7 separate regions of the Mus musculus genome follow, and all the other regions are linked to region 1. Evidence: chromatin contacts called from public HiCAR-type, HiChIP or PLAC-seq and promoter capture Hi-C data. All regions are on one chromosome and are shown on one strand. The core of a region is the stretch at or near the end of the contact, and the rest is flanking DNA. Distances in the headings are between cores, read along the strand shown.

Evidence for each region. Promoter capture Hi-C pulls out the DNA fragments that hold promoters and counts their contacts. HiCAR-type assays count read pairs that join an accessible place to other places. HiChIP or PLAC-seq counts read pairs in DNA pulled down with a chosen protein or histone mark. Capture Hi-C pulls out chosen DNA fragments and counts their contacts.
Region 2: a promoter capture Hi-C map of pre-B cells shows a contact between it and region 1, with 4 times the contacts expected there. The contact joins the promoter of Rabgef1 here to the promoter of Mmp17 in region 1. A contact is called at or near these places in 1 of 39 promoter capture datasets (pre-B cells) and 3 of 484 Hi-C or Micro-C datasets (CD4 T cells, pre-B cells and regulatory T cells).
Region 3: a promoter capture Hi-C map of pre-B cells shows a contact between it and region 1. The contact joins the promoter of Tmem248 here to the promoter of Mmp17 in region 1. A contact is called at or near these places in 1 of 39 promoter capture datasets (pre-B cells) and 2 of 9 other capture datasets (adipose tissue and liver).
Region 4: an H3K4me3 HiChIP or PLAC-seq map of forebrain shows a contact between it and region 1, with 13 times the contacts expected there. The contact joins the enhancer-like site here to the promoter of Mmp17 in region 1. A contact is called at or near these places in 7 of 39 promoter capture datasets (the HPC-7 cell line, cranial neural crest, embryonic stem cells and 4 more), 1 of 15 datasets of contacts at CTCF or cohesin (embryonic stem cells), 50 of 484 Hi-C or Micro-C datasets (B cells, the CH12 cell line, the G1E-ER4 cell line and 27 more), 18 of 115 datasets of contacts at active chromatin or transcription factors (T-cell acute lymphoblastic leukemia, craniofacial prominence, embryonic basal ganglia and 12 more) and 1 of 9 other capture datasets (adipose tissue).
Region 5: a contact with region 1 is called in a promoter capture Hi-C map of liver, with 4 times the contacts expected there. The contact joins the promoter of Sbds here to the promoter of Mmp17 in region 1. A contact is called at or near these places in 3 of 484 Hi-C or Micro-C datasets (CD4 T cells, muscle stem cells and regulatory T cells), 1 of 115 datasets of contacts at active chromatin or transcription factors (memory CD8 T cells) and 2 of 9 other capture datasets (adipose tissue and liver).
Region 6: a contact with region 1 is called in a HiCAR-type map of embryonic stem cells, with 4 times the contacts expected there. The contact joins the enhancer-like site here to the promoter of Mmp17 in region 1. A contact is called at or near these places in 9 of 39 promoter capture datasets (the HPC-7 cell line, cranial neural crest, embryonic stem cells and 4 more), 1 of 15 datasets of contacts at CTCF or cohesin (large pre-B cells), 11 of 484 Hi-C or Micro-C datasets (CD8 T cells, Sertoli cells, bone marrow-derived macrophages and 6 more), 13 of 115 datasets of contacts at active chromatin or transcription factors (T-cell acute lymphoblastic leukemia, bone marrow-derived macrophages, embryonic basal ganglia and 8 more) and 4 of 9 other capture datasets (adipose tissue, embryonic stem cells, liver and 1 more).
Region 7: a contact with region 1 is called in a promoter capture Hi-C map of pre-B cells. The contact joins the promoter of Ran here to the promoter of Mmp17 in region 1. A contact is called at or near these places in 15 of 39 promoter capture datasets (the 3T3-L1 cell line, 3T3-L1-derived adipocytes, the HPC-7 cell line and 11 more), 1 of 15 datasets of contacts at CTCF or cohesin (large pre-B cells), 17 of 484 Hi-C or Micro-C datasets (CD4 T cells, CD8 T cells, LSK cells and 13 more), 35 of 115 datasets of contacts at active chromatin or transcription factors (the 230-238 cell line, T-cell acute lymphoblastic leukemia, VIP interneurons and 21 more) and 4 of 9 other capture datasets (adipose tissue, embryonic stem cells, liver and 1 more).

What each region holds. Positions count from the first base shown.
Region 1 is chr5:129,582,334-129,585,791 of GRCm38.p6, reverse strand. It overlaps Mmp17 (matrix metallopeptidase 17), which reads right to left and starts at 1,623. Exons shown (of 10, transcript NM_011846.5): 1 at 1,344-1,623. The coding sequence starts at 1,499.
Region 2 is chr5:130,170,122-130,173,447 of GRCm38.p6, reverse strand. Rabgef1 (RAB guanine nucleotide exchange factor (GEF) 1) reads right to left here and starts at 1,629. Exons shown (of 9, transcript NM_001199059.1): 1 at 1,554-1,629.
Region 3 is chr5:130,220,725-130,224,120 of GRCm38.p6, reverse strand. It overlaps Tmem248 (transmembrane protein 248), which reads right to left and starts at 1,786. Exons shown (of 7, transcript NM_027854.1): 1 at 1,549-1,786. Gm6598 (a long non-coding RNA gene) reads left to right here and starts at 255. Exons shown (of 2, transcript XR_377119.4): 1 at 255-387; 2 at 2,093-2,403.
Region 4 is chr5:129,047,517-129,050,936 of GRCm38.p6, reverse strand. No RefSeq gene overlaps it. Among named protein-coding and RNA genes, the nearest start is that of Gm38615, 14 kb to the left of the region's middle. Within about 2 kb of position 1,341, at least 12 of the 459 cell types and tissues checked have an H3K27ac peak or open chromatin away from gene starts, as enhancers often do. A contact at or near this core is called in forebrain and motor cortex, where this site is marked.
Region 5 is chr5:130,253,308-130,256,959 of GRCm38.p6, reverse strand. It overlaps Sbds (SBDS ribosome maturation factor), which reads left to right and starts at 1,430. Exons shown (of 5, transcript NM_023248.2): 1 at 1,430-1,750; 2 at 2,892-3,021. The coding sequence starts at 1,623. It also overlaps a transcript of Tyw1 not described here.
Region 6 is chr5:128,999,021-129,002,562 of GRCm38.p6, reverse strand. Stx2 (syntaxin 2) reads left to right here. Exons shown (of 11, transcript NM_007941.3): 2 at 2,976-3,053. Among named protein-coding and RNA genes, the nearest start is that of Stx2, 7.8 kb to the left of the region's middle. Within about 2 kb of position 1,627, at least 99 of the 459 cell types and tissues checked have an H3K27ac peak or open chromatin away from gene starts, as enhancers often do. A contact at or near this core is called in the HPC-7 cell line, adipose tissue, bone marrow-derived macrophages and 2 more, where this site is marked.
Region 7 is chr5:129,018,098-129,021,820 of GRCm38.p6, reverse strand. It overlaps Ran (RAN, member RAS oncogene family), which reads right to left and starts at 1,665. Exons shown (of 7, transcript NM_009391.3): 1 at 1,543-1,665; 2 at 1,247-1,293; 3 at 1,053-1,137; 4 at 830-955. The coding sequence starts at 1,282.

The DNA of each region.
Region 1 (3,458 bases), core at 374-2,873:
CTTGAAGGAAGACGGTGTGTGTGTGGGGGGGGGGGGGGGGGAGGGTGCGTCTGGACTCTGTTGTCACCCACCAGAACTGGGTCTGGATGTCCTAATGCTCATGGCATCGGGGAGCCAGCTATGAAAGCCTAGGATCAGGAACGTGAGGAACCCCTATTTTAGAGGCCACTGGAGTGGGAAGAAGCCACCTCAGGGGACCCTCAGACATCTGCAAGTGGGCAGAGAAAGCATGGGTCGCTGCCACCTCAGATGCCTGGGGGGTGGCAGAGTCTGCCCCTCTCAGATCCAGGGGCAAATGTTGCCAAACTGGAGGTTGCTCCCGCCCCAGTGTCTCCTCCAGCAGGAAATCTCCATGACACCTTGCCTAGACCTGAGGTGTAGGAGTCCTCGTTGCCAACCGCCCGTGGAAAGCGGACTCTGCCAGGACCCCATTAGGATATTGGCTGGCTTGTGCCAATCAGGAAGCCGCGCCTGGCCGGGTCTCCAGATCTAAGGAACCCAGGCCGGGGCCTCCTCCTCCTCCTCGAAAGCGGGCTCTAGTCACCGCGCGCGCCTTTGCAGAGGGCTTCGCGGGCCTGCGGAGCCATAAAGTCTGATCGAAACCTTCCGGGTCTCCTGCGGGTTTCCAAACCCGACTTCAGTCAGGAGGGTGGGCAAGAGGTGGGAAGAAGCCGGTACCCGGGTCCCCAAGCTGGAGTGCCTAGCTAAGCTCTGGCAGTGGGAGTTGGCGGGATGGGGACGGCAGCGGGCTTGACACAGCAGAGGTTGTCACCCGCACCGGCGGGACAAGGCCGATCGCTCCGGTGGAGGAGGGAGACGGGGTCGCGGCACGCTCGCCGTGCGGGAGGCTCTTCTAACATCGTCAGCGGGGCAAACTCGGGAACCCCAGGTTTTCCGGACGCCCACAGGCGCGTCCCCGGCCTGGGGTGCGCGCCCCTGACCTCCCACTCCGGCCGCGAAGCTCGCGGGGCGCACCGCTCCGGGCGTCTGTGACACCGGTCACCCCGCCAGAGGTCTCTGTGGAGCTGCTTTTAACCAGAGACCAGGCTCCGGCTGGGCGACCACCTCCCCGGGGCGCCCGCGGCTGCGGCGCACGACTGCACGGAGCGGGAAAGGGACCGGCATCCTCCTAGACCTGCAAGCGTGAGCCTCGAGCAGCCCGAGCCCCAGCCTCAGTTTCTCTGTCTTAAAAATGGGTTCCCCCCCACACCCCCGCCTCACCGGGATTCGCGCACCTCTCCGAAAGGAGCAAGGGCGAGTCTCCCTTCTCCCTTGCACCTCGTGAGCGCCTGGGGACTCGGCTCCCGAGTGCCCAGGGTCCCGTGCCCCTGTCGTTCACTCACCACCCCGAGGCTGAGGTCCTCCGCGCGGGGCGCGGGCGCTGCGCAGCCCCCATGGGCCGCCAGCGCCAGTACAAGCAGCAGTGGTGGCAGCCCCGGCCCGGGGCGTGGAGGGCCAGGTCCCCGGGGGGACCCAGGTCCCCGCGGGCGGCGTCCCATCCCGCTCTCCCAGGTCGGGTGGCGAGGGTCCCCGCACCCGCCAGCAGCCAGCTCCGCGCCTCGCTCGGCTCCGCGCCCGCACCGCTCCGCTCCGCGGGACTGAGCCGCGCGCCCGCCCGCCTCCGGGGCAGGGCCATGCTAATGTATGCTAATAAACATCGCCCCGCCCACTCCCTTAAAGGGGCCCCCGCGCGGGCGGGACCCGGTAATGGCACAGAAGCTTTGCCCACCCCGAAGGCTGGAGCACTGCTGCAGACAGGGAGCCGGCGGATCGGGCTGCGAGTGTCCTAGAGTTCTCTGCCGTCCTCTGGACGCGCCCCCTGGTCGCCTGCTAGAACCCTTGGTTTAGTTTCAGGTCACTTAGGACCTAAAGACCGCTGCAGCGCGCGTGATGGGCACACGGGGGAGCCCGCGGGCCACAGAGTCTTGGGGCGAGTGGGAGTAAGCACCCCGATTCTGAGAGATCGGAGGTGGGGGAGGGGATTAGTGTGATACAAGAGAGCGTAGGAGGGAGCGGGGGCATGGGGTGGGATGGGATGGGTGAGCGTGGGCGGGAGTAGGGGCTTAGGACGGGAGACTAGGCCGAGAGCACACCTGAGTCCTGTATGGAGCCTTGGGCACAGAGCACCTTTTCCCCTTAGTCCGCCAGGGAGCATCTAGCCTCTGCTGCTGAGGGTCTGCATCAGGTGTGAAAAAAGAGACTTTGTTTTGAGGGGCGGGGAGTGAACCCCCCATGCTTCCGGCGGGCTGGACCCGTTCTATCTCCGTGAGCCGGGAGGCTATGAATAGCAAACATTAGCTGGGATCTGGCACCCGCTCAGCACTTTACAGATGAAATTTTCTTTCTCGCAACCCGTAAGAAGTGGAAACCATAGTTCCCAATTTGTACACAAAGAAACTGAGGTCCAGAGAAAATAATACCTAAGTAGGAGACAATGTGGAGTGACAATGTGGAAACTGGCTGGGCCAAGGGACAGAGTTCAAAACCAGCGCCCTCCCACCCCAAGCCCCCGCCCCAGCGGCTGGGTCTCCAGCCCCTTCCCCGCGGGTTTCTCTAGTCCCTCGGTGTCGTTAGGATTACAGTCTATTTATTGTTTGCACGCGGACACTGAGGTTTAGATGATGCCTCTAAAGGAGAGGGTGGGTGACTCCCTGCTTTGAAGGCAAAGTTCCCTCCCTCAACTCCCAGCTGGTGTCTATCCATACCCTGTTGCTCTCGGGGGTCTGGGTGGTTTGGGGAGAAGATTAGATTCTGCACCAGCTTGAGATGGGTCCGTGGGTTGGGGGGTGGGAGGGCGGGGGTTAGGACCTTGACACGAGAAAGCCCTAGAGACAGAGAGTGCGCAGCCACAAGACAGTAGCATCTCCCGGGTGTTTAGCTATGTGGAACAAACTCCCTATCAACCCGTGGAACAGTACTGCCCACAGTTAGTTAAAAATGGGTCTTCCTATCTCAATTAACCTAATCTGGATAATCCCTTCGAGGCGTGTCCAGAGGCTAACCTAATCTAGATAATCTCTCACAGGTGTGCTGGGAGACTTGTTTCCTAGGAGATCCTACAGCCCGTCAGGTTTACAATATTAATGCATGACATTAGTTCATGCTGCATTAGAAGGAAGGTCGGTTCGGTCCCTAGGGAGAAGATCGATGCTCTCCTGTTAGACAAGAAGAGAGAAACGTATTGCATTCGTAGGCCCTCTGAGATCAGCTTCAAAGCTCGGGTGGCCCCATCTTCTATCTGTTCTGAGGTCTCTGGGCCTCTCCTAAATGATGTCCCTATGTGGAAAGGAAATCTCAGAGAAATGTGGAGCAAATTGGGGACAAAAGAACTGGTTCAGGAATGGGTGGCTCTAGGGGCTCTGGCTCCAGACCCTTGTCCCCTTGACTCTGCCAATTCTAACTGGTACCTCCTCCCAAGGTGCCCTGCCTTTGCCTATCTGGCTCTGGGAGTTTCTTCC
Region 2 (3,326 bases), core at 380-2,879, 590 kb before region 1:
ATGACACCAAGGAAAATAGCTAACATTTGCTAACCTCTGGCCTCCACATGCACACACTGTGAACACACATACCAAAAGAAAAGACAGGCAAGGCAGTGGTCCACACCCGCAATCTCACCACTTGAGAGGCCTAGGCAGGCGGAATGCTCCAAGTTCAGAGTCTTGCCTGATCGCCTGATCTACACAGCCAAAGCTGTATTGCGAGACCCTGTCCCCCAAAATAAACACACAAATCAAAATAAATAAATAATCCCCCCAAACAGTAACTCTCAGAGGCTGAATAGAAACTGGGACTGTAGCTCAGTTAAACAGCCCCTATCTAACATGTGTAAACCTTAAAGTCAGTCATCACCAAGTAACAAGCAAGCTTCTTCTCCCCCCAAAACAGTCTATGTAGCCTGGACTGTCCTGGAACTCACTCTGTAGACCAGGCCTGTTCAAACTCATAGAGATCTGTCTCTGCCTCCAGCATTCTGGTATTAAAGGTGTGAGCCACCGCCACCACCGCCCAGTAACAAGCTTGACAAGACCATTTTATTTTAGCCTCTTCTTTCTTTTAACTGCGACTCTGGTGGGCGGGAGGATCGAATATTACTCTGTAGTATAGGCTGGCCTCAAACTCACTACATAGCCCCGTTGACGTCAAAACTCCCAAGACTGTTGTTCCTGACTCAATTTCCAAATACTGGGATGTCAGAAGTGGGTGACTAATTGGGTCTTCCTTTGAAAAGTAATTCTAGGTTTGTAGGTTAAAAGACCCAACAGTTAACTTCCAGGAGGTGGCAGGGGGTGGGGGGACCATAGGGGCTCTTACCACAAAACTAGGTGACGCTGTAAAACTTATGCCAGTGTCACATCTAAACTCCACAGACAGACCGAGCCTACCACATCCAGCAACACATTTCCCAACCACAGAGGTTGGTCATCAGCTCTGAGACACAGCCAGCTGCCAATGACCTAGTCTCCAAGGCGCTTCCCTCTATGGAGCCAACTTCCGCGAAGGGATGGAAGGACATCCCCTTGGCTCTCCCTTCCAGACAGCTCGGAATCAGGGACTGCCTTTATTATTATTTTCCATAAAAGGGTCTTCCTCAGTGGCAGAGGGCTGACCTCAAAACTCGCGGCAATCCTCCTGCCTCAGCTTCAGGACTTCTCATTCAGAGACACCCATAACCTTGGCCTCTAGCACCTGGGACGAGTATTCAAAACCCCGCGCCACAGCAGCCGCACCAGCCCCGGGACCCACGCGGGCTCCGGATGGGACCCGCCCGGCTGCAACCACAACTCCGGACTCGGACAGGATCGGAGCGGCAGCCGACGACCGGGGAGCGTGTCCTCCCGGGAGCCCGAGTCCCGCCGAGCTGGGAAGAACTCGGCCGAGCTGGAGAGGCCGAGAGCAGCAGCAGAGCTCCGGCGGCCTGGCCCTATGCGCCCGCCCGCCCTCCCGGCTGAGAGGCGGAACGGAGCGGCCCCGGTCAGCGCGCGGCCGGACACCGCCGCCGCCGCCCCGCTCCGTGTGGGAACGCGCCTCCGGAGCCCCCGTCCCTCCGAACCTGCTCCGCGGCTCCGCCGGCGTCCGACCGCCGCTCCCAGCGCCCCTTCAGTCACTCGGCTCCCTGCCCCGCCCCTGCCCCCGCACGCCCCGCCCCCGGCACCGCGAGCACGCGCGCGGTGCGTACGCGTGGCGTCATTTCCGTGACGCTTCGGACTTCCGGGGACTGGCTGGCGGCTGGCCGGAAAAGATTGCAACGCTCCGGAGGCTGTCCACCCGAAGGGGCAGTCCCTGAGGGCAGGGGACACCGAGTGACCGTGAGGCCCTCGCTGACGTGTCTGTGACTCGCGAGAAGCCGCGGTTTCCCCTGTCATTCCTCATTCCGTCTACCAGCTTCTGCTTGCATTAGCCTGAGGGCGACAAGGAGCCCCGAGGACAGCCATACACGAAACGGGACATCAAAGTCTGGGACCAGGAGACATCTCCCAGCGCTTAGCGAATGCGGCCGCCAGAAGGAAATACAAACACACCTTTCCCCTAGTGAGCAGTTAGCAGGGAATAGATAGTCAGGAAAAAGATCGAGAGGGAAAAGTTTAGCACATGACTGCCTGTCTGTAAAGATAGATAACGCTCCCACTGGACAGTTGACATGCCACCTCACTAGCTTTTGTTATCTCCCTGGGCCAAGAACCGTCGGGGTGGAGGAGATGAAGTTATAGGATAGGGGAGGAGAGAATTCAGAATGAACCCTACAAATGAGCAACCCAGAGTCCGTGAGACTGGCTCTCAGCTCTGGAAAAAACAAAAAACAAAAACAAAACACTGTTCCCAGCAGAATTTTTTTTTTAACCCCTGTCTCAATAAATGCCTGTTTTCACCTTTTCTGACTCTGCTATTTTGTTTTTCACTCCTGGGCACTCGTCCATAGAAAGAACCTGGTCACCTGGGCAGATGGCCCACAGAAATGAACACTCCTGGCTTGCTCTTTTTAAGAGCAGGACTTGAAACTGATTCAATTTAGGAGAATCTTAAGGAAATTGGTCCAATAGCAACTAGGCTGTGATCCCAGCCTGGCTAGGTGGAGACAGGAAGTTCAGGAGTTCCCATCTCTAGTGTTCTTGGCCTGGGCAAATATAAGGAAGGTTGTGGGGTATAGCTTTATAATGAGAGCACATGATGATGCAGGAGTTGTGAGAATAAAAGGATCTTTCATGACCCAGCTGTGCTTGGCACAAGGCTGTAGGGTGCCAGACAGGGTCAGGTTGGCCTAGGGAAGTGGCTCCAAGTTGGATGTTTAAGGTCTATGAAGATTAAAGAAAGACACAGACAAATGAGGTGAAAGCGAGTTTTATGAAAGAGGATTACAAGTAAAGAGGGCCAGAGAGATGTTTCAGTGTGTAAAAGGTTTCCCATTCAGGCTTGACAACCTAAATCCAAATCCTGGAACTGACCTGACAAAAAAAAGAAGGAGGGGATGGAGAGATGACTCAGTGGTTAAGAACGGTGGTTGCTCTTTCAGAGGAGCTGGGTTCGATTCCCAGCACCCACATGGCAGCTCACAACTGTCTGCAACTCCAGTTGCAGAGGATCCAATACCCTCACACAGACACACATGCAGTCAAAATACCAATGTACGTAAAATAAATAAATGGTTTCAACAAAAAGTAGAAGGAGAGACCCAACTAACAAAGATGCCCACTCACCTCCATGTAAGTATCATGGCATCCACACACAATAATCATAATGTAAGGAAACATGAGGAAGCCTCTCCTGTACATTTACTACTGAAGGGGGGAAAGCTTTTGGCATCAGTGAAAGATAGCTGGACAGTCAG
Region 3 (3,396 bases), core at 537-3,036, 640 kb before region 1:
TACAGACTTCCCATACTGACAAAAACCATCCTGTAGGTCCACCACCCTTGCACTGTGCTCTGTATCCCCGACCACTCCACCCCACCCCCAAATCAGGCCCAGTTTTCTCTAATGCTCGTGTGTAAAGAGGAGAGCACTAGATGAGAGAGGGAAGAAGGGTCAAAAGGAAACACGAAGCTTTAAAACCATGGGCTCCTGAGAATGTTCAGACAAGGCAACGACAGAAGCCTGGGAAAATACGAGTTCCAGAACTGTGACATGGCTTCAGGTTATTTCCATTATGTTAAACTCACAGCTCTGGATTCTCTGCATCAGAACTAAAGCTGTGTGTCTTACAGTATGTGGAAATCCTCCCGTGATTTGTTGTATTATACAACTATGGGACAGGTAAGAAATCACCCCCCTGTCCCAGTATTGACTAGCCTTGCCACCAGGCTACCACTACTCTGTGAACAGGGCCTGGTACCACACAGCTAACAACACCCCAATATGAGGCTGAGGCAGGAGGATCACAACTTCAAGCTACACAGAGAGTTGGAGGCCAGCCTGAACTACACAGTGGACCTGTCTTTAAAAAAAAAAAAAAATTATGTTTTAGCCGGGCTTAACCGGCATGGCAGTGCACACCTGCCAACGGCAGCACTAGGGAGTCTAAGAGAATCAAGGTCAGCCTCGACTGAGTCGTGGGTTTGGACTATCTAAGGCTGCAGGAGACCCCAGACTCCAGGATTCAGATTAAAACCAAAACAATACCGTTATTACACTGTGAAACCTTGGCAGTGTGGCCCACGCCTATATCTCTGAACTACGGAGTCTGAATCGGGAAGATCGGTGTTGAAGGTGGGTCTTGTCTACATAGGGAAATCCTAGCCAGTTAAGGCTGCATTAAACCCTCTTTTGGATACATTTTTGACAACCCAAAGTCAAGTCACAAATCTAAAACTGAACACACACACACACTCACACTCACTCTCTCACTCTCACTCTCTCTCTCTCTCTCTCTCTCTCTCTCTCTCTGTCACACACACACACACACACACACACACACACACACACACACACACACAGAGAAGTTGGAAAGATGGCTACGGGGTTAAGAATACCTGCTATTCCTGAGGACCAGAGTTAAGTTCTCAGCAACCCCATCATCAGGCAGCTACCAATGGAGTGTAACTCTGGGTCTAAGGACACAACGCCCTCTTCTGGAGTCGGTGGGTATTTGCGCTCACGTGCGCAGACAAGATAATACAAACACATCATGTAAATAATTTTCCAAAACAATCATTTTTTTTTCTAAAACTTGCAAAGGATGCTAGTAGGTCCACGCAGCCTTATTCAGCCGACCTATACAAGCCTTGACTGAGGGAGCAGGACTCCGCAGGCCTCGGGAGGATGGAACAGGACCGGGTCAGCTAATAGAGGAGTGAACGGAGCTGGGGTGGCTGGGAGAGCCTGCGCACCGATCCGCCCAGCACGCCGTGGGCCCCGGGTTCAGGGTCCCCGGTCCCGGCCCATGCGCCCGCGATTACGACCCCGTCTCCTACTCACCGCCCCGCAGACTGGCGGCTCGAGCCCGCGGACGCCCGCGGCCTGGCCCTGTTCACTCGCGGCGGCGCGCGGCGGGCCCCGGGCTGCCCCGCACCATCCTCTCCGCCGCTCCGGAGACAGCGAGCGGCTCCTCGGGGCCGAAGCGACGACCCGAAGCCAGGCCAGAGCGCGCCAACGGGACGCCGGCTCCGCGCGCTGCGAACGCCGGGCTTTCCGGGTGAAGGCAGAAAACCACGTCACCACTAACGCCGCCGTGACCTCTGACCCCGCCCGCGCGCGACGGCGGCGCGGAAGGGACAGAATTGCTCCGGGGCGAGCGGCGGGTGGGGTCGGGGTTAGGAGGAGAAGCAGACTGTCTTCGTTTTGCAAATGGGAAAAGCATACACGGAGCTGCCTGAAATTTATCACTCGCATTCGCGAACTGCCGTGAGCTTGCTCGGTTCCGTCCCGAAGTGCTTCTGCAGGTCTTGGTGTGTATGGCGTGAGATAGTAAAGAGGACACGATTTTCGTTTATTTTTGTTGGAATTTTTTGTTTTGACACAGGGGTCTCGTGGATGGCAAGAGCTGGCTTCCTGTTCTCTCTGGAGCCCAATGAGGAGCCAACTACCTTAGTCATGGTGTTTGAGCACACTAATACCACCCTCCTCTCTGTAGACGGGACTCTAGGATCCACTGGATGGGAATCTGTCGCGTTTCTGGACAACAGGACAATTCATTTCAAGCCATGTCTCAGTCCCCAAGGACCTAGCTGACCTTAGAAGCAGCAAAATATTATCCTTTTTAAATTCCTCTAACCACATTAATACTGACCTTTGTACATGATTATTGAAAACCCAGGAGATCAGTTACACTTATCCATTTGTCTGGTCTTGACTTTTTTTGTTGTTCTTTAAAGACACGGTTGCTGGGCAGTGGGAAGGTTGTCCTTTGATCCCAGCATTCAAGAGTCAGAGGCAGATAGATCTTTGCATTTGAGGCCAGCCTGGTCTGCAGAATGAGTTCCAGGAAGCTGGGGCTAAACAAAGCCTGTCTTGAAAAAAAAAAAAAAAACCAAACCAACCAACAAACAAAAGAGATAAGGTCTTTCAATCCATCCCTGGCTGACTTAAAACTCACTATGTGACCCAAGCTGGTCTCAAACTCAAAGATCCATAAGTGCTGGGATTAAAGGTGTGCCATGAGACATGAGAACATTTGTGAGAATTTTCTCCTTAGGTAAAGACTATGCGATGTTTATCCCCTTTTCCTAAGGTCTCGGTGACAAACCAAAGTTCCCCCTGGAATGCCAGTAAATGTATCTGGCTTACTTACAGAGCATAGGCAAGAGGTTACTGCCAGCAGGGTGAGTGACCTCAAAGCAACTACACTGGAAAGTCCTCACCCAGAATGGATGATGGCTTCCCATAGAATGTGTAAGTGGAACTCTGATGCTTGTCTCCTCCAGAACCTCAAAGCCAAATAGTTCCAGGGAAATCGTATAGAAGACATCTGCATGTGTATGTCTGTGTGTGCACAGCATGTGTGTGCTCTCATTCCAGACAATGAGCTACCACTGCTATGCTTTTGGTTTTGAATAAGTGCAAGGAGCAGGTAGAAAGGCAGAAATACACAGTAAAACGTGATCAAATCGATGTCTATGACATCAAGCAGAACTCAGATAAGGAAGGCCTTAAACCTAGGAGGCTGGAGAAGCTGCTGAGAGGTTTTTTTAGACAGAGTGTCTTCTGTACTCTTTACAAGGGCTGACTGACAACAGTTCTTGTTATTTTTATTTAGTGCTTATAATCTAGCAAATATTGAAGTGGACTGAATGAAAATGGACCCCATCGGCCCATATGCTTGAATGC
Region 4 (3,420 bases), core at 92-2,591, 530 kb after region 1:
AAAGACCCCATAAAGCAAGGTTATCTGGGCTCGTGGGGGCTCACTGAGAGGGAACTGCCAACCAGGGAGTCTTTATGGAACTAACCTAGGCCTTCTGCACACGTGTTACAGCTGTGTAGCTTGGTCTTCTTGTGGGACTCCTACCAGTGGGATCAGGTTGTCTCTAGCTTTGTTGCCTGCTTTTGGGACCCTTTTCTCCTACCGGATTGCCTCATCCAGCCTTAACAGGAGAGGAGATGCCTGGTCTTACTGCAACTTGACATGTCATGGCTGGTTGCTAGCCATGAGGGGTCTGCCCTTTTCTGAAGGGAAATGGAGGAGGCATGGATGAAGGGAGGGGACTGGGAGGAGAAGAGGGAGGGGAAACTGCAGATGTAAAAAATAAATAATGTTAGTGGGGTGTGGTGGTACATGCACCCAGAAGGCAGAGGCAGAGGCAGAAGGATTTTTATGAGTTTGAGGCTAGCCTGGTCTACACAGCAAGTTCCACGCCAGCTAAGCTAACATAGTTAGAAAACTTCTTTAAAAAACAAAACGAGGACTGGAGAGATAGCTCAGCGGTTAAGAGTACTGACTGCTATTCCAGAGGTCCTGAGTTCAATCCCCAACATGGTGGCTCACAACCATCTGTAACGGGGTCTGATGCCCTCTTCTGGTATATCTGAAGACAGCTACAGTGTACTCATATACATAAAATGAAATATATCTTTAAAAAAGGGGGGGGTGAAGAAATGGCTCAGTGGTTAAGAGCACTGACTGCTCTTTCAAAGGTCCTGAGTTCAAATCCCAGCAACCACATGGTGGCTCACAAACAACCATAATGAGATCTGACACCTTCCTCTGGTGTGTCTGAAGACAATTACAGTGTACTTACATATAATAATAAATAAATCTTTTTTTAAAAAAACACAGTAAAAAATAATGAAACAAACAGAAACAGAAACAAAAACAAAAACAAAAAACAGGTGGTAATCTCAGTACTGGGAGAAAGAAGCAGGCAGATCTCTGTGAGTGAGAGACCAGCCTGGTCTACAGAGCTAGTTCAGGATAGCCAGGGCTATACAGAGAAACCCTGTCTCTAAAAACAAAAACAAAAACAAAAACAAAAACAAAAACAAAAACAAAAACAAAAAAAGCATTTGTCAACAAAATGACCCAGGAGAGAAACTTTTTCTGTTAGACTGGGGAACAGGGAACACCGTTTATCATTCTTAGTGCCATGGCCGTTTTTATTAACATAAGTTCTGACATTCCTTCAAGAAATCTAAAGAGCTGGCATCACGGTGCCCAGGGCTCAGCATTCCAACAGGAAAGGGTGCTGAGTTACAGCATCATTCTTTATCCAGATGGCTGCCTCACGGTAACCGTGGCAACGGGATGCTTGGTGACTAGTGAAGAAACAGATCGATGTTCACAGATGGAAGGATTTGGGATGAGGAATTTCACATGGTTTTCAATTTGCCTCCCTGTTTCCAAAGTACTGAGTCCCCAGTTCACCTTTGTCACAGTATCATTTGGTACAAACTGGGCAGAGATCCTAGGGAAGTCAAGATGATGGTCGTCGTGTAGCGTAAAAGCCAGCAGACATCTCGGTTATTATCTACTGCCCAGGAGTCTGTGCTGAGAGCGGGCAAGGAGCTCAGAAACTACTGGCTAAAACTCCAAAATTGGGGAAATGGGAGGCAGAGGCAGGCAAATATCTGTGGGTTTGGGGTCAGCCTGGTCTACAGAGCAAGTTCAAGGAAGCCAAGGCTACATAGAGAAACCCTGTCTCAAAAAACAAGAAAGTAAGAGAGAGAGAGAGAGAGAGAGAGAGAGAGAGAGAGAGAGAGAGGAAGAAAGAAAAGAAGGAGGGAGAGGGGAGGGCAAAGGGAGGGATTGAACCTCTTTGTTGTTTTTCCACCCAGTATACCAGGTGAGCTGGTCTGTGTACTTCCAAAAACTGTCCTGTCCCCACCTCCCAACTTACTGTAGAAGGGGAATTACAGACCAGCCTGTCTTGTCTGCATTTTTACATGGTTTGTGGGGTGAATTCAGGCTCCTCTGGTTGTGCAGCAAGTGCTTTCTTTACCCACTGAACCATCTCTCCAGCCCCCACCTCGTTGTAAAAGGTCAGGGGTTTTACATCCACCACGCTCCATTGAATCTCACGGTCCTGGTCCAATCCACTGTTGTTGTGTTGTTTGCTCGGGTTTCATGGAAGGAAGCAAAATAAAACTCTAAACAGAACTTGGTCTGTGGCTGGGTGGTTGAATATAACTTAGCAAGCATGCCTAAAACCGTAGGTTCAGTCGCCAGAAGTACAACAAAGGAAGAGAAGAGAAAGGAGCAGAGAAAAGGAGACAGGAAAAGGGAGGAGGGAAGAAGGAAGGAAAAAAACCTAACAGTACATAACAGATACTTTAATTCTATGAAACAACAACAACAACAACAAAAAGCCAGTGGATAATCAGGCCCTGGTGTTTGAGTATAATCAACATAGACTATGTTCCCACATGAGAATGTCACGAAACCTATTATTTTATGCAATTAAACTAAATATGCTAATAAGACAAAGGGGGAAGAATAAGAGCCCTTGGAAACAGACCACACTCTACAGACTGTACTTTGTGTACGTATGTGAATGTATGTTATATGCACATGTGTGTTATATGCACCTGTGTGTTATATATGCATGTGTGTGTAGTCAATCTTTGGCTACTTTGTGGGTTCTTCTTTCTTCTACCCTTCTCCACCCCTTTTCTTCCACCCTCTCAACCCCCTAACACCTCATAGGAGAGAAAAAAAAGGATAGAAAGGAAATAGGTGACCTTATTCTTAGACTACTTCCTGCTGATTGGGGCGTCCAGTTCCTTGGGGCCAGTTCGATCTTTGCTGTCAGAATATCTCATTTCTTCCTGTTGTTTCTTCTTTGCTCACGGCTACTTAACAAACTGTGACCAACATCCACCAACCAACAGCAACAGCAACAACAGCCCCTAGCATTTAATAATTCCTCTCAAAGGTCCCCAGAATTCTCAACATCACACAGTCACAGTAACTATCTGCCACTGGCAAAATCATGCCCCTGCTAGAGCACGAGGCAAATCACAGTCAGGTGCTATGGGCAATCTGAAGCAGCCCCATACCTAGGATTAAAACAAAAACATATTCCCATAATACTTCTGTGTTTTTTAAAGAAACTAAAAACTTCACTACCTGTGTGTATACACATGTGTATGTGCTTTCTGTAGGTGTGGGTGTGTGCGCGTGTGCGTGCAAGCGCCAGCATGCACATGCCTGTGCACCAGAGAACACTTGAGTATCCTGCTTTATCACCCCCTACCCTATTCCCTTGCAACTAGGAATCTCAATGAACCTGGAACTAGGCTGCCAACCAGTAAGCCCAGTTATCCTGTGTCTCTGCGTCTGCACAATGTT
Region 5 (3,652 bases), core at 181-2,680, 670 kb before region 1:
GACCAGAGAGAAGCCATCACTTCTAAACCTGGGAAAGATGCTAGAGCACTTCCTGTACTTCTCGGATTGGCTCAGAGTGGAAAGGGGCGGGCCTGTGGGAAACGCGGTCCAGAGCGGGAGATGCAAAAGCAAGCGAGCTTCCTGCTCCACTGTTATTTCTCGCTTCGGCTCAGAAGGGGAAAGGGCAGGACAGAGGGCAGTACTATCAAGAAATAAATGACAACCTGGCATGCTGCTGACTGACCATTAATCCTAGCACTCCAGAGGCACAGGCAGACGGATCTCTGGGAGTTCCTAGTTAATGGACAGCTTGTTCCGCCGCGTAGTGAGCTCCAGGACTACGTATGCCAGGGCTATAAAGAGACCTTGCCTCAATCAATCAGTCAATAAATGGAAAAAAGGAATTCAGCTTGATGACACAGACCTGTATTTCAGCGCTCTTGAGGCTGAAACAAAATGATCACGAGATTCAGGATAGCTACTATTTGGAGAAAGAGTCTCACTGTGTAGCTCTGGATGGCCTGTAACTCGCCTATATAAAACAAAATGGCTTCGAATTTACAACGCAATTAGCCTGCCTCTGACTCCCATGTGCATAGGTGACTAAGCCAAGAGAGTTTTTATTTACTTCTTTTAAAAGTTATAGCCGGGCGTGGTGGCGCACGATTTTAATCCCAGCACTCGAGAGGCAGAGGCAGGCGGATTTCTGAGTTCGAGGCCAGCCTGGTCTACAGAGTGAGTCCCAGAACAGCCAGGGCTACACAGAGAAACCCTGTCTCAAAAAAAAAAAAAAAAAGATATATATATGTGTGTGTGTATATATGTGTGTACATATACACACATATATGTGTGTATATATATCACTGACTGCTCTTCCAAAGGTCCTGAGTTCAATTCCCAGGACCACATGGTAGCTCACAACCATCTGTAATAGGATCTGATGCCCTCTTCTGGTGCGTTTGAAGACAGCTACCGTGTATTCATATACATAAAATAAATAAATAAATCTTTTAAAAAGTAAATCTTAAAAAAAAAAAAATAGGGCTGGCGAGATGGCTCAGTGGTTAAGAGCGCCGACTGCTCTTCCTAAGGTCCCGAGTTCAAATCCCAACAACCACATGGTGGCTCACAACCATCCGTAACGAAATCTGATGCCTTTTCTGGAGTATCTGAGGACAGCTACAGTGTACTTACATATAATAAATAAATCAAAAAAAATTTTTTTTTAAATTTAAAATGAGCGCAGCCTCTGAACTCTGCAGAACTATTCAACCAAAATATCATGTTTCCACCCAGATAATAAACATTACTCACCCATAATAGGTAGGCGTAACTGGCGCCTGTAAATGACGTCATCACAGAACGACCCGCCTTCCTTTGAGGGTGGAACTAGAGGGCGTAAAAAGTCACGGCGCGCAGGCGTGGTTGCTTTCTTATCGGCTGCCTGGCTAGTGCGCCACTTGACGCATGTGCAGTAGGGCAATCGGGCGTGCGGTAGCTTCTTCCCTGGTAGGTTCCGGAAGAGCCGCGCACTCCTTGGGCGTTAAGGGTTCGCGCGCCGCAGGGTCGTTTCAGCCGAGCACTTGGCGTCCCCTCGAGCTCGAGATCTGTGAACAGCCACCATGTCGATCTTCACCCCCACCAACCAGATCCGACTGACCAATGTGGCCGTGGTGCGGATGAAGCGGGGAGGGAAGCGCTTCGAAATCGCCTGCTATAAAAACAAGGTCGTCGGCTGGCGGAGTGGCGTGTGAGTAATCCTGTGCCCAGAGTTCGGCGGCCTGGCCTCCCTAACCCCGGCTCCTGCGACCCATCGGTACCTTTCAGGCCTGGTTTACCCGATTCGGATTGGGTTCTGCTTTGGGATTTTGTTAGTATCATAAAAACTGCCAACTACAAACGCCATCAGAGCCGGGTGGGACCGATGGTTTAGGCCTGTAATCCCAGCGCCCAGGAAACTGAGGCAGGAGGATTGCTGCGATTTCCAGGCCAGCCTGGAACGTGTGTGTGTGTGTATGTGTATGTGTGTGTGAGAGAGACCGTGACCGACCCTGTACTAATAAAACAAAGCTGCGGTCAAGAGGACCCGAAATTGCAGTAGCCTCTTGGATTAAATGTTTAAATCCGGCCGGGCGGTGGTGGCGCACATCTTTAATCCCAGCACTTGGGAGGCAGAGGCAGGCGGATTTCTGAGTTCAGGGCCAGCCTGGTCTACCGAGTGAGTTCCAGGACAGACAGGACTACAAAGAGAAACCCTGTCTCGAAAAAAAACCAAACCAAAACAAAAAAAGACAGGAATCCAACATTCCAAATGCTATCTCCAAGAAGAGAAACATTATGGTCATTTTCCAGGGATAACAATCGGGAAGCTAATCTTACACCTACAAATCCTGAAATTAAAACGTCACACCTCAGAATCCCCAGTTTCCCAAAGTGCGTAGTAGTGTCTTCGCTACTGCCATCTAGGGACAGATATTCCAGGACAGAAGAAACACCACTCCCCACCACACCCTGAGTTTCCTTACATAAAACAATGATGTAGTTTTTCCCTCTGTGGTGAAGTGGGAGAATCCAGATACTGTCCTTCGCAGGTAGCCACCAGAGAGAGAGTGTGGTGTGTGTGTGTGTGAGATTTCTCTTTTTTTTTTTCTTTAGGGTTTTTGTTTTGTTTTTTTTTGTTTTGTTTGGTTTTTTTTTTTTTTTTTTTTGAGACTGGCCTCAAACTCCCAATTTCCCTGCCTCTGCCTCCTAAATGGTGAGTTACAGATGTGCACATCACACCCAGCTTGCAGCACTTGCCATTTCTCTTGTTGCTATCTTGTGTTTAAATGTGAGTGGATTTTCTACTATCCAGTGGATTCACATAGGACTTTCTCTCCTGCCCTTTCAAGGGAAAAAGACCTTGATGAAGTTCTGCAGACCCATTCAGTGTTTGTAAATGTTTCCAAAGGTCAGGTTGCCAAGAAGGAAGACCTCATCAGTGCATTTGGGACAGACGACCAGACTGAAATCTGCAAGCAGGTAGGTCCTGCCAGGTGCAATGTAACAAAATCTCACGATGGTAGGCAACATCTGGACCACTGTGTTTACTGTTTTTCTTGATGAGTTTTTGTTGTTTTAGCATTTGTTGGGTCCCTCCCACCTCCAGTTTATATTGTTGGGCAATTTGGGGAGGTCTGTATGGTATTTGTCTGTTGCTATTTTTTTGAGACAGAATCTCACTCTGTAGCCCAAGCTGACATCAAACTCAGGGGATAGCCATGCTGGCATGGAACTTCTGATTCCTCCAGGGACATGCCACCTCACCCACATCCATTATAATAGCATGCAGTGATTAGGACCGGAATCCACTACTCCAGATACTATCACAAAGAAAAGAAACTTACTATGGTCATGTTTCTGAAATAATAATTGGGAAGCTAAGCCTACAAATACTAAAATGAGTACTACAGGTCACACAAACACCCTCACCCACCCTCCTCGGAATCTCCACTTTTACCCAAGTATGCAGTATCTTTGCTTTGGCTATCTAGGATGTAAGCCTTCACTCCCTACATAAAACAGTGTCGTGGGTTTTTTTGGTTTCAGTTCCCCCCATACACACACCCCAAGATGAAGTGGGAAAATACACAGATATGGGGGCAGGGGAGCC
Region 6 (3,542 bases), core at 378-2,877, 580 kb after region 1:
CAGTGGCCACCTTCTGTCCCAGCAGCCTGCATGGAGCTGCCGTTTGTTTTCTCTCCCTGTGCCCCCTGATTCTGTCATCACCCTTTCTTGAACGTCTGCCTCAAGGCAGTGTACCCTCGAGACTCTGGGCACGTTTCAGGCCATGGCTCGTGCTCAGAGAAGATTGCCAGAAACGGAGTTCTTGAGGTGCTCACAGTCTCACCCCACCGTGACCCTCCCCTCCCCCTCCCCCCTCTCTCCTTCCTACTTTGCATTATCTTTGACTTGCTGTATATCCCAGGCTTAGAGTTTACTCTGAAGCCCAGTTTAGCCTCAAACTCGGAATCCGCCTACCTCGATGTGTTGTACAGAGTAGCTTCAAGTTTGTTTGGTTTGTGTATTTGGTTGTTTTTTGGGGCCTCTCTGTGTAGCTCTTGCTGCCCTTGAACTTGCTCTGTAGACCAGGCTGGCCTTGAACTCACAGAGATCCACCTCTCTCTGCCTCCTAAGTACTTATGGTCTAGCTTGCTGGCTTCAAACTGGAGATCCTCCTGCTCCAGTTTCCTAAGGCAATTTGAGACTTCAGGTGTGAAATCAGGGTGTCAGCATCTCTGAAAGCCTGGATTTCTCCTTGCAGCTCCTAGATTCTGAGATACCCATCTTTGACACTCCATCCCCAAGGATACAGAGCTCCCTGGGCCAACCTCTGCTTTGTTCTCAGCTGCCTGCTGTCTTCCTTGCTGACCGAGTCAGCTTGATGATTTTAGCTTGTCCTCACACACACACCATCCCCAACCCCTGGAGTGAGCCACCCTAACAAGGCATGGCAGTGCCCCTATTCCACATGTGGTTCCCTTGCTGAGGGCTGTTGGGACAGCCTGTAATTCTTCAGCACTGCCCGTCATTCCAGGCATCTGGAGAGCAGCGGGTAGGCTTCTTGGGGGAAGTCACACAGAAGGGGCATCCCTGTGTGTGTGTGTGTGTGTGTGTGTGCGCGCACGCTGCGCTATGCTTCATGAATATAGAAGATAACCTTTTAGGTGATACCCATTTTTCATTAAGCTGGTCGTGGCTGTGTTATGTCCCTGGTGACAAAGGTTGCTCTCACACTCCTGTGTGTGTTTTAGAGCAGCACTCCAGCTGTAACTAACCAGCTGTCTTATCCAAATAATCAGCACTAGAGGAGAGGGGATATGGTTTGGGAAGAGCTGATTGGGCCTTAGTGAGGGTCCTGTGTGGAACCAGTGGCTTTTTATTTTTTCTTCTTCTTGGCACAGTCTTTCTGTTGTGTAACTCTGACTGGCCTGGAACTCACTATGTAGATCATGCTGACCTCGAACTCACAGTGATTCCCCAGCTTCTGTATCCTGAGTGCTAGGAATTAAAAAAAAAAAAAAGTGAATGAATGAATGAGTAAATAAGTAAGTAAATATGCACCACACTCCAACTTTGACCATGCTTCTTAAATTTGCAGATTTTTCTTAGCTGAGAACTGCAGTGATATCTTGTCTGCAAGGTTTCCTGGGTAGTAGTGGGCAGTAAAGGAACACCTCTGTGTGTCAGGCCTGCAGGGTAAAGGCTGGTAAAGGCCCCCAAGCAATGGAGGTTCCTAAGATGCCTTGCTGGGCTTGGCTGCCGGAAAGGAGGCCTGATCGTGCTGACTCATGGCGCTGGCTGCCCTGGAGGATAGAGCTCAGCAGGTCCCTCCCCTGCGCCTCCTGGCAGGCAGGGCTCAGCAATAGGACTTAGATAGAGACCATCTTCGAGGGGCCACGTATAGCTGTCCACAAAAACTGCTTCTGGCTAACTGAGACTTGTCTGTGCTGCCAGAGGCTTGGGCAGCCCGGAAGAGAGGCTGCCCAGTCAGGACCAGCATCCCTCCTGCATCCTGTGCTCTCAAGGTTCCAGGCAGGCCTCAGAGGCAGCAGCTGGGCAACTCTCCTGACCCAAGGCCATGCAGGGAGCTTCGGAAGTGCCTACTCCTGTTGTCTTGGATCCCGCCTTAGGCTGTTTCGAACAAGTAGCCCCATTCTAGCCCTTGTCTGAAATGCCTTCTTCTCCCCCACTGTTATTGATTCTGTCTTCCTCAACCCCTCTCTCCTTGTCAGGGTGTTTATTATTATTAAACACAGTGCGCGGTGGTCATCGCCCTCTTAGAAAGTATGCATGCGCCGACATATCTTGGAAGTTACCATGCACTCAAAGTTTTTGTTTGTTTTTGGATAAGGTCTCCTGTTTCCCAAGCTGGCCTTGAACTCACTCTGTAATGGAGCTGATCTGGAACTTCTAACCATTCTGCCTCTGTCTCCTAAGGGCTGGGATTACAGGGGCGGGCCACCAAACCTGGTAGCAGCTTATTATTTTCATGTGTTATTTTTTAAAAATTTGTTTTATTTTTCCTGCATGTATGCTGCACACCAGAAGAGGGTATCAGGTCCCATGAGGCTAGAGTTTTAGAAGTTAAGAGCCACCCTGTGGGTGCAGGGAACTACATTTAGGACCACTGGAAGAGCAGCCGGCGCCCTTACCACTGAGCCATCTCTCCAGCCTCTACCCCCAGTAGCATTTTTAATCTTTACAGAAAGTATAAACATTACAGGGATAGTGATGTAGCCCAGTGTTCAGAGAAGATACCGAGCATGCTCAGAGCCCTGCGTCAGTCCCCAGGATGACTCTGTGTGTGTGTGTGTGTGTGTGTGTGTGTGTGTGTGTGTGTGTGTAGTAATCTCTTCATGGAGAACAATCTGTTTCGAATGGCCCTGACTCTGGTGTAGATGGCAGCACCTGCCGTGGGGATCTGGCCTTCATTGACTCCCCCGGCTGCCCCCTTTTTTCCAGCCCATGTTTCTGTCACCAGGTAGAAGCTGCACTATTGGATGGTTGCAGGCTGTGGAGCATGGCTCCTCCCCTGCACTTGGTGTCCCGTGAGCTGAGGAGCTGGGGCCCTGAGTCGCTCTTCGGCCTTTGTGACACCTGGGAAATGTTTTCTGTTCCAGTGTAGGACAAACGACGATGGAGACACTGCTGTCGTCATTGTGGAGAAGGATCATTTCATGGACGGTTTCTTCCATCAGGTGGGTATTTAATGACGCATGGCCTCAGACTTTACCTCTGGCCACAGTTACCTCACAAGTTTATAGTCACATGTAGAGCAGCACACTTGTGTACCCTGAGACTGCGTTTTGTCTAATGGCATACCCTGTGATCTGACTGTGATCCCGTGTGGCACTAGTGCCGTCAAAGCCATCTGGGAAGTCCCCCCGCCACCCGTTTCTCCTTGTATCCCTATCGTGACTGACTTGTGACTGACTGTATTTTTGCTTGCCTTAATTTTGGAGTTTCCGGATGACGTCTCATGGTGTGTGGCCCAGGTTAGCTTTAACCTTGCCATCCTCCTGCCTCAGCCTCCTGAGCATGGCTGTGTTTAAAGTTATTTGAAGTATGTAAGTTCTTGGGGACTTTCAGCATCGTCACAATAGTAGTTAATATTGAGACAGCCTCAAGTGACTGCGTGCAGACAGCCTGGGAGGAAGGGTGGAGGCATTGCAGAGTGGAGGGCCAGT
Region 7 (3,723 bases), core at 416-2,915, 560 kb after region 1:
AAAGTCAAGACCAATTCACTCTATCAACTACCTTCTTCTCCTCAAGGCACCTAATCACTAACTACCAACTGCTGGCCCATCAAAGTTCATCAAAGTTCAAACACCAGTCTTCTAAAATCTGAGCCCAGGTTTCTATAACCTACCCTGCAGGGATGGTGAGGATACAGTTTAAGAGGAAGCACGTGAGCATCCCCATTTTTTTGGTTAAAAAGTTAACCCCGGTTATAAACACCCCTTTGCCTTTACATGCGAAGAAGCCAAAGAACGAATTTTCTCATCATGCTAGTAAGATCACAAGGATATTCATTCGTCTTTAAACACCAACAGACTCTTTCCCCACTAAGCTTTTTCGATTACTTTCAAGGAGAAAAGTAAAAGTACAGTTTCCATGAGGCGGCAGGTTTCACGTGTGAGAGAGGGCCTGGCTCCAGGAGGGGCTAGAGGTTTAGTATCTTGGGGCAAATGCTCACTACTTATTTTAATGATGGGAATAATCACGGGTAAGCTACTGCGTGTAGCCCTTAATTCAAGTTTCGAAAACCAAAAAGTGACCCGGGAGCTTTCCCAATAGCTTAGTCTCCTACTAAGTTCTGAAGCCACACAGTTTGCCCCAAATCAATGCCTAGCATGACACAGCATATGATCAAACGACACCACGGACGATTCTTATAAAAGAAAAAAAAAATCTCCTATCCACTCCAACCAGGTCGCCTCCCTCCAAGAGATTTCTGTCCCCTCTCCTTAGTCACCCGGCAACGGCTGGCTCTCCGGCTCATACCCCAAGCACATGTCCGAGGGCCTGGGCCCACTTCCGCAAGGCCCCCCTCACCTTGGATGTAGTAGCCATCGCGCAGGCCCCCGAACTTCTCCTGGCCGGCCGTGTCCCACACGTTGAACTTGATGGGTCCTCTGTTGGTATGGAAGACGAGCGGGTGCACCTCCACGCCCAGGGTGGCTGCGGGGAACAGGGCGGCAGAAGGGGTCAGCCGTGCACTGCCCGCCGCCTTCCCCCGGAGGCCTCGCTGCCGTGAAGCACCCCCGGCCGCACCTACCTACATACTTCTTCTCAAACTCGCCCGTCAAGTGGCGCTTCACGAAGGTTGTCTTCCCGGTGCCGCCGTCGCCCACCAGGACGAGCTAGATTCAAGAGACGAGGCGGCGGCGTGAGCGGTCCCCGCCATGCCGTCCCCTCCCGACCTCCCCGCTCGCTCGCCCTCCGAGGGCCCCCGTGCGGCCGCACACGCACCTTGAACTGGACCTGCGGCTCTCCCTGGGCGGCCATCGCGGCGGATCCTGCGGGGAGAGAGAGCGGCTGCGGCACGTGCGCCCCACAAAGGCCGCGGCCGGGAAGAGCGCGCGGGAAGGCGGGGACGCGGCGTGAGACGGTGGGGGGAAGGGAAGCGGGCTGAAAAAGCCCAGGGCGCTGCCCGTCCGCCTCGCCTCGCCTCGTCGCCAGCGCCGCCCCGCGCCCACCCGAAGGACACCCAAACCCTCCGGTCACCGCCCGCGCCCGCGCCCGCACCCTCCCGGCCTCGACGCTACCTTCCAGAAGAGTCTCCGCGCCTGTCCGACTGGAGCTGGAAAGATGGCGGAAGCGCGATTCAAATGCCGGAGACGCAGCGGACGCCGGCGCGCGGAGGGGGGGAGGAGCCGGGAGAGGGCGGAGCAACGGCGCCGCGCCCAACCACGCGGCGCGCGTGCACGCGCACGTCCGCTGGAGCCGTCCGACTCGGCCGGGGGCCCTCGGAGCGCCCAGGGCGGGAGAGGGGCGGCGGGTCACGTGGGCCGGCCGAGCGGGGACGCGCACGCACGCGGACCGTGAAGGGCCCGCGGGAGCCGGCGCTGAGCGCGGGCTGCCACGCGCATGCGCTGGCTGCGGGAGGCCGCGCGTTACGCGGGCGGCGGCCTAGCCAGGGGCCTCGTGGGCGGGAAAGGCGGGTGCTGCTTCTCGGTCGCTCGCTGCCGCTCAGCGGGCACCGCCCGACCTTCGTCCCCAAGTCCTGTGTCCACAGGCACCGGGGATCTCGCGGGCGGGCGATCGCTAAGTGTGCGCGGCCGCCGTCTGCAGAATGAATGGAGGGAATGAATGAGGGTGCGCGCGCCCGAGGCCCGGCTTGCGTCAGCCATGCGTGCCCGGCATGGACACGGCCTGGCCTTCCTGGGAGGATGGGACCGGATGCAGTTAGTCCAGGCGTTCAGCATCCCAGGGCCCTTCCTCTGTTGCGTGGTCTGAGTAATCTGTCTCGCAGAAGATACCCTACCCTGGCTCCCTCCTGAGCAGCAATTGACCAGCAAATACAGATGCTGCTGGGGAAATGGAAAATGTATCTCTGATGACCAGAGCTTGGGGGCCCTGCTGTTACTTTGTACTATGCAATCTAAAAGGAGCCAGCACAGGCCTTAGGGTTCCAAGGCTAGCCTGGGCAACTTAGGTAGAAGACAGGTGGGAAAGTGTGCACAAAAACTATAACATAACGTTAACATAGTATGTTTAATGGAACGTCAGTTACATATTTATATAAATACAAAGTTACTATATTTTGGAGTATATGTAACAAGTCGGCTACAAGGGGCTATGCTGTGAGCTGTATTCAATAGAGGATATAACAGGAGGTGGAGATCAAACAGAGTTTAGGAGAAAAACGGTCAACCCGCCTAGTTCCAGTTTGGTAGATTGTTGATACAATGTAGCACCTGGTGCTGGGTGGTGACATCACCAGTGACCCTCTCCCCGAGAAAACTTATCATGAACTTACTTGTCCTGGCAACCAGCCTGCCGAACCGCATCATCTGGTGGCCTGGTTTGTGTTACTAACTGGCCCACGCTTAGAACTTACAAAGAACCTCATCCTAAGAAGCCGAGGGAAACAAGAGAATACACTCAAGCGGGCATAGGCGCAGCTCTCCCTGCAAGCACTGTCTGGACTGCCCACTGCTGCCTGGTTTACAGCATTTTCTTTGCCATCCAACGTGAACTGCAAACCTATTCTTAGCCTGAACTTTAAAACTTAACATGTATGAGTACTGGGGGTGTGGGTGTTGGTCGGGAGACAGCTATAGACAGGCTATTTGTACAGCCTTGGGGGGAAAGTTGCTGTTGCGGAAGGGATTGTAGCTTGTGATGGTTAGTCTACTGGATTTAGGGTTGTGAAGGGTGTGTCTCTTGTACTCACAGAGAGGTTTAACTGAACCTGGGCAGTACCCTAGACTGAACAAAATGGAGACCAGCATCGGTCTCTCTGCTTCCTGACTGTGGATACAATGTAACCAGCCACCTCACACTCTCACCATTATGCCTTCCATCTTCTGCAGATGTAATAAATTGTACCATTGGAATTGTGAGCCAAAAAGAAACTAGCCAAAAGTTGCTTTTTATCAAGTATTTTTGTCTAGCGATGAGAAAAATAGCTAATTGTATTTTCTTCTAAAACCCCAAATCTTTAGTATAATTTGAATTTGAGATCTCTCCTGTGTTGGATATTTCATCCCCCACCAACCATGCTGTTTTAGACTTGTGACCTAGTGAGTGACTGGGGGGTGGGGGGTGGGGTGTCAGCCTTAAAGAGTATATCCTGTAGTGTGAGCTCCCACCACCATGGAATGAGACCGAAGCCATACCATCCTACTATGATAAACTGTATCCGCCATGAACCAAGGTAAGTCCTTTCTCCACACTTGATTCTTTCCAGTATTTTTGGTCACAGGGGCAAGAGGAGTTGCTAA